2 separate regions of the Hordeum vulgare genome follow, and region 2 is linked to region 1. The links are chromatin contacts, called in public Hi-C maps. All regions are on one chromosome and are shown on one strand. Each heading gives the region's core, a stretch centred on a gene start, on an enhancer-like site or on the middle of the called end of the contact. The rest is flanking DNA. Distances are from core to core; before and after follow the strand shown. Region 1 has its middle 22 kb from the start of LOC123401013. Region 2 holds the start of LOC123401964 (LRR receptor-like serine/threonine-protein kinase ER2).

The links. Hi-C and Micro-C count contacts between places; a contact is called where the count stands out from the background.
Region 2: a Hi-C map of leaf shows a contact between it and region 1, with 2.6 times the contacts expected there. The contact joins the promoter of LOC123401964 here to the enhancer-like site in region 1. A contact is called at or near these places in 3 of 6 Hi-C or Micro-C datasets (leaf and seedling).

Annotation. Positions count from the first base shown.
Region 1 is chr6H:527,041,811-527,048,069 of MorexV3_pseudomolecules_assembly, reverse strand. No RefSeq gene overlaps it. Among protein-coding and RNA genes, the nearest start is that of LOC123401013, 22 kb to the right of the region's middle. Within about 2 kb of position 1,814, at least 3 of the 3 cell types and tissues checked have open chromatin away from gene starts, as enhancers often do. A contact at or near this core is called in leaf and seedling, where this site is marked.
Region 2 is chr6H:527,272,812-527,278,813 of MorexV3_pseudomolecules_assembly, reverse strand. LOC123401964 (LRR receptor-like serine/threonine-protein kinase ER2) reads right to left here and starts at 2,851. Exons shown (of 27, transcript XM_045095828.1): 1 at 2,548-2,851; 2 at 1,645-1,786; 3 at 1,480-1,551; 4 at 1,314-1,385; 5 at 1,129-1,200; 6 at 975-1,046; 7 at 834-905; 8 at 519-590; 9 at 360-431; 10 at 208-276; 11 at 52-123. The coding sequence starts at 2,626.

The sequences.
Region 1 (6,259 bases), core at 565-3,064:
AAGGTCCAGTCCAGACAAGACAACGGAGGCAAAATGCAAGGTGAATTGGGAGATTGTTTGTCGGACACGTGAGTATGGGGGCCTTGGGGTTATCAACACCAAAAAGTTTACGTGTTCTGTCCGGTTGCGCTGGTCGTGGTTTGAATGGAAGGAGCCCAACAAGATGTGGGAGGGATGGGAAACCCCTGTGACGAGGAGGAAGTCAACTTCTTCTATGCTTCCACCACTATCACCATCGGCAACGGCGCGAGGACCCCCTTTTGGAACTCTCCTTGACTCCTTGGGCGCAAACCAAAGGACATCGGCCCACTCATCTACGAGGCTTACACAAGAAAGAATTGGAAGGTTCGGGAGGCCCTCAAGCACAACGCGTGGATACTCAAGATCAAACCACCCGCCAGCATCTCCGGTGAGCACGTCTCACGGTTTTTCTTTCTTTGGATGCTCTTGCACGAGGTCAAGCTTGATGAACAAACCAAGGATGACATCATTTGGAAGCACACGACTAGCGGGCATTACTCGGTGGCATCCGCATACAAGGCACAATTTCTAGGGAAGGTTCTCTTACCCACGGATAGAGTGGTTTGGAAGGCTGGGGCTCCTCCAAAAGTTAAGTTCTTTGCTTGGTTGGCTCTACAAAATAGAATTTGGACAACCGACATATTGACGAAGCGAGGGTGGCCTAATTGTGGTCTTTGCCACCTCTGCAAGAGGGTGCGAGAATGTGGGACTCGCCTCTTCTGCGAGTGCCGCTACACTGGAAGGCTATGGTTTTTGTTCATTGGCAAATACAACATTCTCGGGCTTGACACGAATGCTTGGCCCTTGTTTGACTCGGTCGAGGCTTGATGGGCAAGTACTTGCAACGACATCACGCCATTCACGCAAGCCACAACATTCCTCACCATACTCGTCTCATGGACTATCTGAAACGAGCGTAATGCAAGAGAGTCTTTAAGCAGAAGAGCGCACCACCCTCTGTTTTACTTGCCTCCATCGTGACTGAAGCTAGCCTATGGATCATCGTCGGTGCAAAAAGATTAAGATCCATAATATTGCCAGAGTAGTTCACATGCCCTATAATTGTGTTGTTTGTAAAAAAATACTCCATTCTTTCCTATTTAATGGATGAGGCCAAGCTTTTTGCCTTCGTTTAAGAAAAAACAAGGCTTCATCTTTTGGGTCTTGTCGTCAGCTGGATGTCCGTTCAACGGGGCTTGACCGCTTGAATGATCCACAAGATAACAAAGACACAAGGACGAGTAGGTCTTATGGAAATGGAAGTATTCGACCTTTCAAGAGAAACACGATACCATTACTGAAGCAGCGACTAATGGTTAACGAATACACCAGCTACGTACCACTACGTCGTCACTGATAATATAAACCAGCAGGACGGCAAGGCATCGGTGTCGGACGTCACGGTTCAGTGCAGCACCAGCATCTAACCTGCGAGTTAATTAGCAGGATGTTTTGTAGAATTATTGTTCAAGTCGGAGGGAGTTGGTATAGTAGTAGAACCAGAACGCAGACGGCCACGCCGTCATGCATATGTGCTGTGCGGATCCTACATCGTCCAACAAACAGCACACGAATTGGTCATGCCTTTTGAGTTTCAAGTTGGCGCAATCTCTTATCATAATGATACGGAAAATCAGATACCAAAACCAATTATCATCCAGTTTGTGGATCCACACCAGCTACAGGAACAAGGACCACATATGCAAGAATACTCCCAGCAGTGCAGGTCATGGTCTTGGATCCAGCAGGCATGGGCTAATGATATCATCACGTTCAGCTAGGATGGCGCGGCACTCCTGTCGATTAATCAACCAAGCAAAGCTTGATGAGGCAGCTCCTGATTGGGGATGCACGCAGGCTAAACCAAGATAGGCTACAAACCGGCCACTGTGCTTGTGATAATAATGGCAGCCAGGCTTCGCCCTCAATAATCGATCATGATGCTGACCATTCGTGAATAAACAAAAAAAAGTCGTTTTCATGCGAAAAGGTCCGAATATTTTTGCTCTCTCGTTTGGATAACAATCGTAAAGACGAGAGGCCGAACTATATCCTTGATAGATTATGCTGTCCGACATCAGGCGTCACCGGGCACCCGCGAGCCACATACTTTTTTCTTTTCCTTTCGTCGCAGAAATAATTAACTAGCTCTGTTAAAAAATAATTTGGTTAATCAGATAGATAAAACATCCAGGGACATCTTTCATGTTACATAAATGCATCCATGCTAAAGTCGAGGAATGTAATCCAATACATTAAATAATTGATTTTCCCTCACTCAATTAACTTGACATGCAACTATGTCAACTTATCATGTATCTCCAAGACGGACGCTCAAATCATTTAGTCCGGATGTATTTTGCCATCAAATATGGTATAAATATTATTTTTCCTACAAACCGAAGATAAACTAGGAGGCTTTGCGTGCGTGTGGACCGTTGTCGAGGAGTGAGGCAATAATAAAGTTGTTATTATTATATTTGCTTTTCATGATAATCGTTTATTATTCATGCTAGAATTGGAAACTCATATATATGTGTGGATAAATAGACAACAAACTGTCTCTAGTGAGTCTCTAAAGGACTAGCTCCTTGGTCAAAGATGGTCAAGGTTTCCTCGCCATAGACATAAGTTGTCATTTGATAATGGGATCACATCATTAGGATAATGATGTGATTGACAAGACCCACGCTATGAACGTAGCATATGATCGTGTCAGTTTATTGCTATTATTTTGTGCATGTCAAGTATCTATTCCTATGACCATGAGATCATGAACTCAATGACACCGGAGGTAGTACCTTGTGTGTGTCAAACATCGCAATGTAACTAGGTGACTATAAATATGCTCTACATGTATCTCTGAAGGTGTACGTTGAGTTGGCATGGATCGAAACTAGGATTTGTTACTCCGTGTGACGGAGTGGTATCTCAGGACCCACTTGATAATACAACATCACAACAAGCTTTCAAGCAATGTGACTAAAGAGTTAGCCACGAGATCTTGTATTATGGAATGAGTAAAGAGACTTGCCGGTAACGAGATTTAACTAGGTATAGAGATACCGACGATGGAATCTCGGGAAAGTAACATACCGATGGACAAAGGGAACAATATACAAGATTGATTGAATCCTTGACATCCTGGTTCGACCGATAAATATCTTCGTAGAATATGTAGGAGCCAATATGGACATCCAGGTCCCGCTATTGGTTATTGATCGGAGAGTGTCTCGGTCATGTCTACATAGTTCTCGAACCCGAAGGGTCTGCAAACTTAAGGTTCGGTGACGATTTAGTATTAATGAGTTATTGTGATGGTAACCGAAAGTTGTTCGGAGTCCCGAATGAGATCATGGACGTCACGAGGAACTTCGAAATGATCCGTAGGTAAAGATTGATATATAGGAAGTTGGTATTCGAGGTACATAATGGTTCCGGAATATGCTGGTTTTGTGATGGGAGTGCCGGAAGTGTACCGGGGGTCCACCGGGAGGGTCCACCTGCCCCTGTGGGCCCCATGGGCTGTGAGAGGGGGCGCACCAACCCCTGGTGGGTTGGCCGCCCCTCCCACCAAGGCCCATGTGGCGGAAGGTGGGGGCTAAGCCCACAAAGGGGCGGGCCACCCGTGCCTTGGGTGGCAAGGCATGTTGGGGAACGTTGCATGGGAAACAAAAAAAATTCCTACGCACACGAAGACCTATCATGGTCATGTCCATCTACGAGAGGAGATTTGGATCTACGTACCCTTGTAGATCGCACAACGGGAAGCGTTAAGAAACGTGATTGATGTAGTGGAACGTCCTCACGTCCCTCGATCCGCCCCGCGAACCGTCCCACGATCCGTTCCGATCTAGTGCCGAACGGACGACACCTCCGCGTTCAGCACACGTACAACTCGACGATGATCTCGGCCTTCTTGATCCAGCAAGCAAGACAGAGAAGTAGATGAGTTCTCCGGCAACGTGACGGCGCTCCGGTGGTGGTGTGGATCTACTCCTGCAGGGCTCTGCCCGAGCTTCGCAGAAATACGATTTAGAGGTAAAACTATGGTGTCTAGATCTGAGTTGCACGTGGTAAAAGTTGTCTCAAATCAGCCCTAAATCACCACTATATATAGGAGGGAGGGGGAGGAGGCTTGTCTTGAGGGTCAAGCCCTCAAGGGTGCGCTGGTCAAGGGAGAGGAGGAGTCCTACTCCAATCCCACTCCAATTAGGATTGGAAAGTGGAGTCCTTATCTTCCTTCCCACCTCTCTTTTTTCTTTCTTTTTCTCTGGTTTTCTTTCCTTGGCGTCAAGGCCCTCTTGGGCTGTCCCACCAGCCCACTAAGGGCTAGTGCTCCAGCCCTAGGGCCATTGGGCTTCCCCCGGGTGGGTTGCCCCCCTCCCGGTGAACTTTCAGAACCCATTCGTCACTCCTCGTACATTCCCGGTAATGCCCGAAAACCTTCCGGTAACCAAATGAAGTCATCCTATGTATCAATCTACATCTTCAGACCATTCCGGAAACCTTCGTGACATCTGTGATCTCAACTGAGACTCCGAACAACATTCGGCAACCACACATATAACTCAACTATACTAAAACATCATCGAACCTTAAGTGTGCAGACCCTGCGAGTTCGAGAACTATGTAGACATGCATCGAGGCACTCCTCGTTCAATATCCAATAGCGGGACCTGGATGCCCATATTGGATCCTACATATTATCCGAAGATCTTATCGGTTGAACCTCAGTGTCAAGGATTCATATAATCCCGTATGTCATTCCCTTTGTCCTTCGGTATGTTACTTGCCTGAGATTCGATCGTCGGTATCCGCATACCTATTTCAATCTCGTTACCGGCAAGTCTCTTTACTCGTTCCGTAATACAAGATCACGTGACTTACACTTAGTCACATTGCTTGCAAGGCTTGTGTGTGATGTTGTATTACCGAGTGGGCCCCGAGATACCTCTCCGTCACACAGAGTGACAAATCCCAGTCTTGATCCATACTAACTCAACGGACACCTTCGGAGATACCTGTAGAGCACCTTTATAGTCACTCAGTTACGTTGTGATGTTTGATGCACACAAGGTATTCCTCCGGTGCCATTGAGTTATATGATCTCATGGTCATAGGAACAGATACTTGACACGCAGAAAACTATTGCAATAAAACGACACGATCAATATGCTACGTTCATAGTTTGGGTCTTGTCCATCACATGATTCTCCTAATTATGTGATCCCGTTATCAAGTGACAACACTTGTCTATGGTTAGGAAACCTTGACCATCTTTCCAACAAGGTTATCACGAACAATTATAGCATGGATAATAAACTATTATCACGAACAAATAAATATAATAATAACTAATTTATTATTGCCTCTAGGATATATTTCCAACAAGGCACCCTACGGGTCGCCGCGCCCCACCCCTTGGTCGCCGCCCCCCAAAGGTAGGAACACTAGGCCGGGCCGGACCCCTCCTCTCCTCCTATATATGTGAGAGAGGAGGGAGGGCTGCAACACACACGCCACGACGCGGCGCCTTCCTCTCCCTCTAGATCGTCTCCTCCTCTAGTTTTCTCAGTATTGCTTGGCGAAGCCGTGCCGGGATAGCTACTCCACCACCACTATCATGTCCTTGCGATGCTGGGGAACTCATCTACCACTCCGCCCTTGCTTACTGGATCAAGGAGGCGTAGACGTCATCAAGTTGTACGTGTGATGAATGCGGAGGTGTCGTCCGTTCGGCACTCGATCGGGAGTTTGTGGTACGGATCGTGAGTGGATCGCGAAGATGTACCACTACATCAACCGCGTTCTTTAACACTTCGGCTTAGTGACCTACAAGGGTATGTAGATACAATCTCTCCTCTCGTAGATGTGCATCTCCTAGATTGATCTTGATGAACGTAGGTATTTTTTTCCCATGCAACATTCTGTTGGGGAACGTCGCATGGGAAACAAAAAATTTCCTACGCGCACGAAGACCTATCATGGTGATTTCCCTCTACGAGAGGGGATGTGTGATCTACGTACCCTTGTAGACCGTACAACAGAAGCGTTAGTGAACGCGGTTGATGTAGTGGAATGTCCTCACGTCCCTCGATCCGCCCCGCGAACCGTCCCGCGATCAGTCCCACGATCTAGTGCCGAACGGACGGCACCTCCGCGTTCAGCACACGTACAGCTCGACGATGATCTCGGCCTTCTTGATCCAGCAAGAGAGACGGAGAGGTAGAAGAGT
Region 2 (6,002 bases), core at 1,602-4,101, 230 kb before region 1:
ATGTAATTCCTTGGTGGCCATAAATCAAGAAAAGAGCGTAGGTTATCATACAGCACTGCAAGCGCCTGCATAAGGCCAATCACTGTTGGAATAGGGCCAGAGAAGTTGTTCCTCTGCAAAGACCTAGCACAAATAACAAATAAATTTCAAGTCATCACTTTGAAAACTTAAGCATCTAGTTCTACTGGTGAAATGAGTGCTACATACAATGTAGCAACTTGCAGGAAACCAATGTTGAATGGGATTTCTCCAGTAAGTTGATTGTAAGACAAATCCCTAAAACAGCGCAAGATCAGTAGTGTTCTAAAAGCTAGAAAATGAGCAGCATTATTCAAAGGGAGTAGAACGAATGTACATACAAGACCTGAAAGCTCGTACAATTCCCAATAGTATCTGGTATTGTGCCCATCAAGCTATTGTTTTTCACGTCACTGAACCAAACAAAAGCGACCTTGTTAACAGAATAAATGGCACAAACAGCTACACTGGTGATAAACAGAGGGAAGCAATAAACTCACAAGTACCACAAGCCAGTCAATTGGCACATATCTGGAGAGAGGCTTCCTTCTAGTTTATTGCTTCGCAGTCCCCTGGAATATATGACAAACTTAGATGCATAAAACAAAGCATGTAAAATTAAATCATGGCCCTACACTATGTCTGAGCAATCATCGCATTTAGCACAAACATTTTATCCAAACCCTAAATCTTGCATAAATAAAGTTTATTACCATTTGTCAGGCCCTTGAATATTCTAGACAGTTTTAAGAACTAAACCAAAACATTGTTGTTCTTCATTACTGGGGAACAAATTAAAGTGAATGAATACTTACAAGTATTGAAGAACCTCACTCCAGTATATTAACCTTGGAATTTCACCGCTTAGCTTGTTCTGAGCCAAGTCCCTAGGACACATATGACGTTAGAGAACTAACCCAATAAAATCACAGAGCAGTTAAGCAGCACTAACTTACAATATCTTCAAATTCGGAAGCTGAGAGAGTGTCGACGGGATCACCCCCACCAACTGATTATTCTTCAATATTCTACAAATACAGGTAACAGCAGGGATTATGATGAGTGAAACGCATTCTTTTACAAAGTTCCGGCAAGAAGAACAAGCCTTACAAGTTTTCAAGGTGCTTCAGCTTCGATATGGAAAAGGGTATGTCTCCTTCCAGATTGTTGGAGGACAGGTTCCTTGATAAAAATGAAAATCGAAACAGGTATTACTTGTACAGGTCCAAAACAACTCGACGTCCGCTAAAAAAGAAAACACGAGAAAGAAATGTAGTACTGACACGCCCACTTACAACATTTTAAGCGACGAGCAATCACCAATCTCGTCAGGGATCTGCCCGGAGAGTCCATTCGACTGCAAATCACTGCATATGACCAAACAATCAGGGAAAACGTGTGACACGGACTCATCACACAGACAAAGGCATTTAGATTTCAGGAAACAACGTAACATCATACATTGACACGACGCTCTTCAAATCCCCGAAGGCCGGGGAGATCTCGCCGCCGAGATTGAACCCTGAGAGGTTGCTGTCGTTGCAAACATGAGCAGGCGTCAGTAACCGCTCGCTGCAGCCAGCAAATGGAGCAATAAGATTTCGCAAGCAACGGAGAGCTGCTTACAGAGCTGCAACTTGGAAGGTGACGTTGTCGCAGAGCACGCCGCGCCAGGAGCAGTAGCCCGGGGACGCCCCGTCGCCGGACCAGTCGTACAGCGCGTTGTCGGCATCGCGGAAGGATTTCTTGATCTCCAGCAGCGTACGCCCTGTGAAACACGCATAACGGCATAAGAAGACTCGATTAGCAGAAGCAGCGGCAGCGGAAGAAGAAGAAGTGGAGAATCTGACGCCACGAGGAATGGAGCCAGCAGGCAGAGGCAGCACTCGAGAGTTGCTTCCGAATGCACAACACAAACTTGCTTGCTGACCCCAAAAAGTTCAGATAGCCGCACCAAAAACACCCCCAAAACACCCAAGTTTCCAGCTCGCCGTATGCAAAAGGCTGGCTTGCACGAATAGCACATCGACTTGAGATTCAGAACCTGATCCCCAACAACATCAGGACAAGGCGGCAGAGCGCGCTCGCCGACGCCGCCGCCGCAAGCCAGGAAGAAGCAAATAGGATTAGTACTAAACGAAATAGGACGCATTTGAGCCTGCACACCATCGGCAATCAACAGAAGAAAAGAAAAGATGCAGTATCTGTCCTGTCCTGTCCCCTGTGGATCGGAACCATGGAAGAACTGCAGCGGATATGCTAAAAAAATGGGAGACGCTGGTACTGCTAAGAAGAGGGGCCGGGATTAATCTAGCGTTAGACCGCCCTCGGCCGGCGTGAGCAGCGGACGGAACACCGTATCAGCGAGGCATAAACAAAGACCCCGGCCACGCCCCCACTAGAAAAGCGCGCACTAGTAAAATACCAGCAAGCCAAACCGCCGACGAATCCCCTCTCCCCGAGCGAGCAGAGCCCGCCGCCAACACGAGGGCCGAACGAGAGGGAGGGAGGGAGGGAGGGAGCACGAACCGTCGTCGGCGATGGCGACGGCGCCGGCGGCGAGGAGGAGGAGGAGGGCGGCGGCGACGGAGAAGGCTGGCGGCGGCATTGGCGCAGGGGCAGTCGCGGGCTGCAAATGCCGGCGCGGGCGCGGGCGCGGGTGCGGGTGCGAGCGGGTTTAATCGAACGGGGTTTGAGGTTTTGTCTGCCCGTGTTGGCTGCTACGGGGAGGAGGAGGAGGATGGAGGGAGGGAGGGAGGCGCGGGGACCTCCTGCCCGTGGTTTGTTACGGTGGGGCTGGCGCCCATGTGGCTCACTGCCGCTGCCGCTGCCGCTGCTGCTTTCGGGGCCGCCGCAGTGGTGGTGCTCGTCGGTTTCGCTTCCGTTTTATTTCAGCTCCTCGAAATTCATCCCGTAGTGCCATGCGAACGGTCGCCCGATAAGCTGGGGATGGTATCCAAGCGCCGGCAAACTACTGGTAAGTACTCCCTCCGTTCCTTAATATAAGTCTTTTTAGAAATTTCACTAGAGACTATATACGAAGCAAAATAAATGTATCTACACTCTAAAGTATGTCTATATACATTCGTATGTAGTTTTTTAATGAAAACTCTAAAAAGACTTATATTTAGGAACGGAGGAGTAGTTAGTACAATGGTTTTCAACGTTGGTGTAGTAAAAAGGAAAGGAAAGAAAAGAAACAACGGCGTTACTTACGCTACGAACGGTCCCTGGATAGGTGGGGTGGGGGGAGGAACAGAGCGATGGCAGGCCGGCCGCGGGCGGATAATGATGGTCCGGGCTCAGACGCAGACGCAGACGCAGACGCTGCTTGCCCTGCACGACTACGCGTTGAGTGGGCAGTAGCAGTGACCCATGGGTAACATTTTAGAAAGGCACGCCACGCTGATGATGCGGTAGGAAGTCGTGCGCCGAACAATCACATCAGTCTGATGGTGAGGGTGAGGAGGGTAAAAATAACCCCCGGCCGCCTCTCCGCCGGGGCTCCGGCGCGTCTTCGGTTTCAGGCTCAGGCGTGGGACGGCGGCAAGGCCGGACCCTGCGTTGCTGCGGCTGCGCCTTTCCGGTGGGGAACGTTCAGGGAATTGTGCAGGGTCACAGGCAACTGAGGTTTATCCCCTGCGGTTCGCGGGCATGCTTTGGCAGCAGTGGTGATCATCTGTGGTTCACGGACGAGTTAACGCCTAGCCCCTCCCGCGACGTGTTTTATGTTAGCGTCACGGCACGGGAAGAAACTCGGACGATGGAAGAAACGTCACACCGGCATTTTGTGCTTTGCTGGCGGAAGTTCGGGGACACTCACCGGCATTTTGTGTCTTGTCGCCCGCTTGATTTGCGTCGCGGTTCGCATAGCAAATGAATCTCGCATGAGGGCACACCAAATTTTAAGTTTCAACGTTGTAAGTTATGGGTTTTTAATCTGAAACAGTCAAGTTTCAACCAGTTTCAGAGAAATGATTTTTTTTAAAAAAATCCTGTGGAAGTAGACAAAAAATTATTGATTTTTATCGCTCACGCGTACTAAGTTTCAGCATTAATACTTAATGTTTTTTCAAAGTGGTCAAAATATGTTCGAAATGGATTTTATTGTAAGACACTGGTCACGAGAAACACGAAAACGAAAACAAAATTTAGTTTGAATTTTTTTTGTTTAAAAGACATAGAACGTTTAATACATGAAGCCGAAATAAAAAGTGGACACCAGGGGCTTGAATACTATACACTTGTGTGCCCTAAATCCTCGCCGGCTCGGCACGCAGTTCTTAGCTCCTAGTGATGTGTAAGTGGAACGTGCCATTCATCAAAACTGAGTCATCTCTCACGCCGCTCCCGCTTGCGGCTCGGGAGGGGAAAAACCTAGCCCGTCGTCGGGAGCCCACCCACTGCAGTTGCTTCCCTCGCTACTGTCAGGGTACGCAACCGGGAAAAGCATGTGTAGCGTTGACGACGGTTGGACCGTTGGTACATACGCGCACGCACGAGCGGCGCGAACGTCTCGATCTAGCTGGGGCTGAAGCTCGACGAGGTGAGGCGTGCGGAGGAGGGTGAGTGGGGCGCGCTTGCGAGATTATAGCGCCATGGTGTGCTACATGCACGGGCGCGAGGAGACGACGCGGGGCGGCGCATATCTGGTATGAGTGTGTGGAGATGGCATGGGGATGCACAGATCTGGCGCAGTCGTTGGTGCACGAGGTGGGGGTGGGGTTACGCGGCCTTGAGCGGGCGGGCGGGCGGGCGTGGGTGGCTTGCTCCTCCAACGAGTGCTCTTGGCGGCAGCGTGGCAGATCTGGCGAGTTGGAGGCCTGGATTGCACCGGACGACGATGGATCCAACGAGCATGTTAGGCTGATGTCTACTATGCATTTTTATTCTTGTAGACGTGTTTGGGCATTCAAGTGTAGAGTTTTATACGACAGCAGCAAAAATTCCTCAAGTGGATGACCTTAGGTTTATCAATCCGTGGAAGATGTAGAACGAAGATGGTCTATCTCAAGCAACACTGCAATCAAATACAAAAAATATCTTGTGTCCCCAATACATGCAATACAATGGCAAAGTGTATAGGTGCACTGGTTCGGCGAAGAGATCATGGTATAAGTGTGGTATGTATAGTAGAAATGTATTTTTATAATCTAAAAAAATAAAAACAATGAGGTGACAAGTAATAGACACCTATAAATGCTTGAAAATAAGGCTTAGAGTTTATACTTTCACCAGTGCAATTTCTCAACAATGTTAATGTAGTAGAACCATATGATCATTCATCAACGTGCAACAAAAAATCACTACAGAGTTCATAAGTAGTGGAGAACATAATAAGAAATTGTTGTAGGTAGTGAACCACCTCAAAATTATCCTTTCCAATCAATCTATTGAGGTATTCCTATAAGTGTCACAAACAGCCCTAGATTTCGTACTAGAATAACACCTATGATACATATGAATCAACCCTAATATCACCTAAATAATTCAGTGTAACCTCAAGTATCCATGGGTTAATTATTCGACATGCATCAATTAATTTTAGATTCATCATGTTCAATCAAACACAAAAAACTTCAAAAAGTAACCCAAGATTTATATGAAAGACAATAGGACACGAACGTGTATCAAACCATATGCATAGATTACCCTAATGTCACCTTGGGAACCCGCGAGTTGAGTACCAAAATATATATCAAGTGAATCAATAGAACATCCCATTGTCATCGCGGGTATCCACATGCAATACATACATCAAGTGATCTCAAATCCAATATTCAATATGACATAACAAAATCTCAGAGGAAAATATTCAATTCATCACATCAAGATAGCAAGGACAAACACCATATGATGCAACTACATTGACAAAGCCCATAATACATCAAGATCGTGATATCTCAAGAACACAAGAAAGAGATCAAACACATAGCTACTGGTACATACACTCACCCTCAGAGTGAACTACTCCCTCCTCGTCA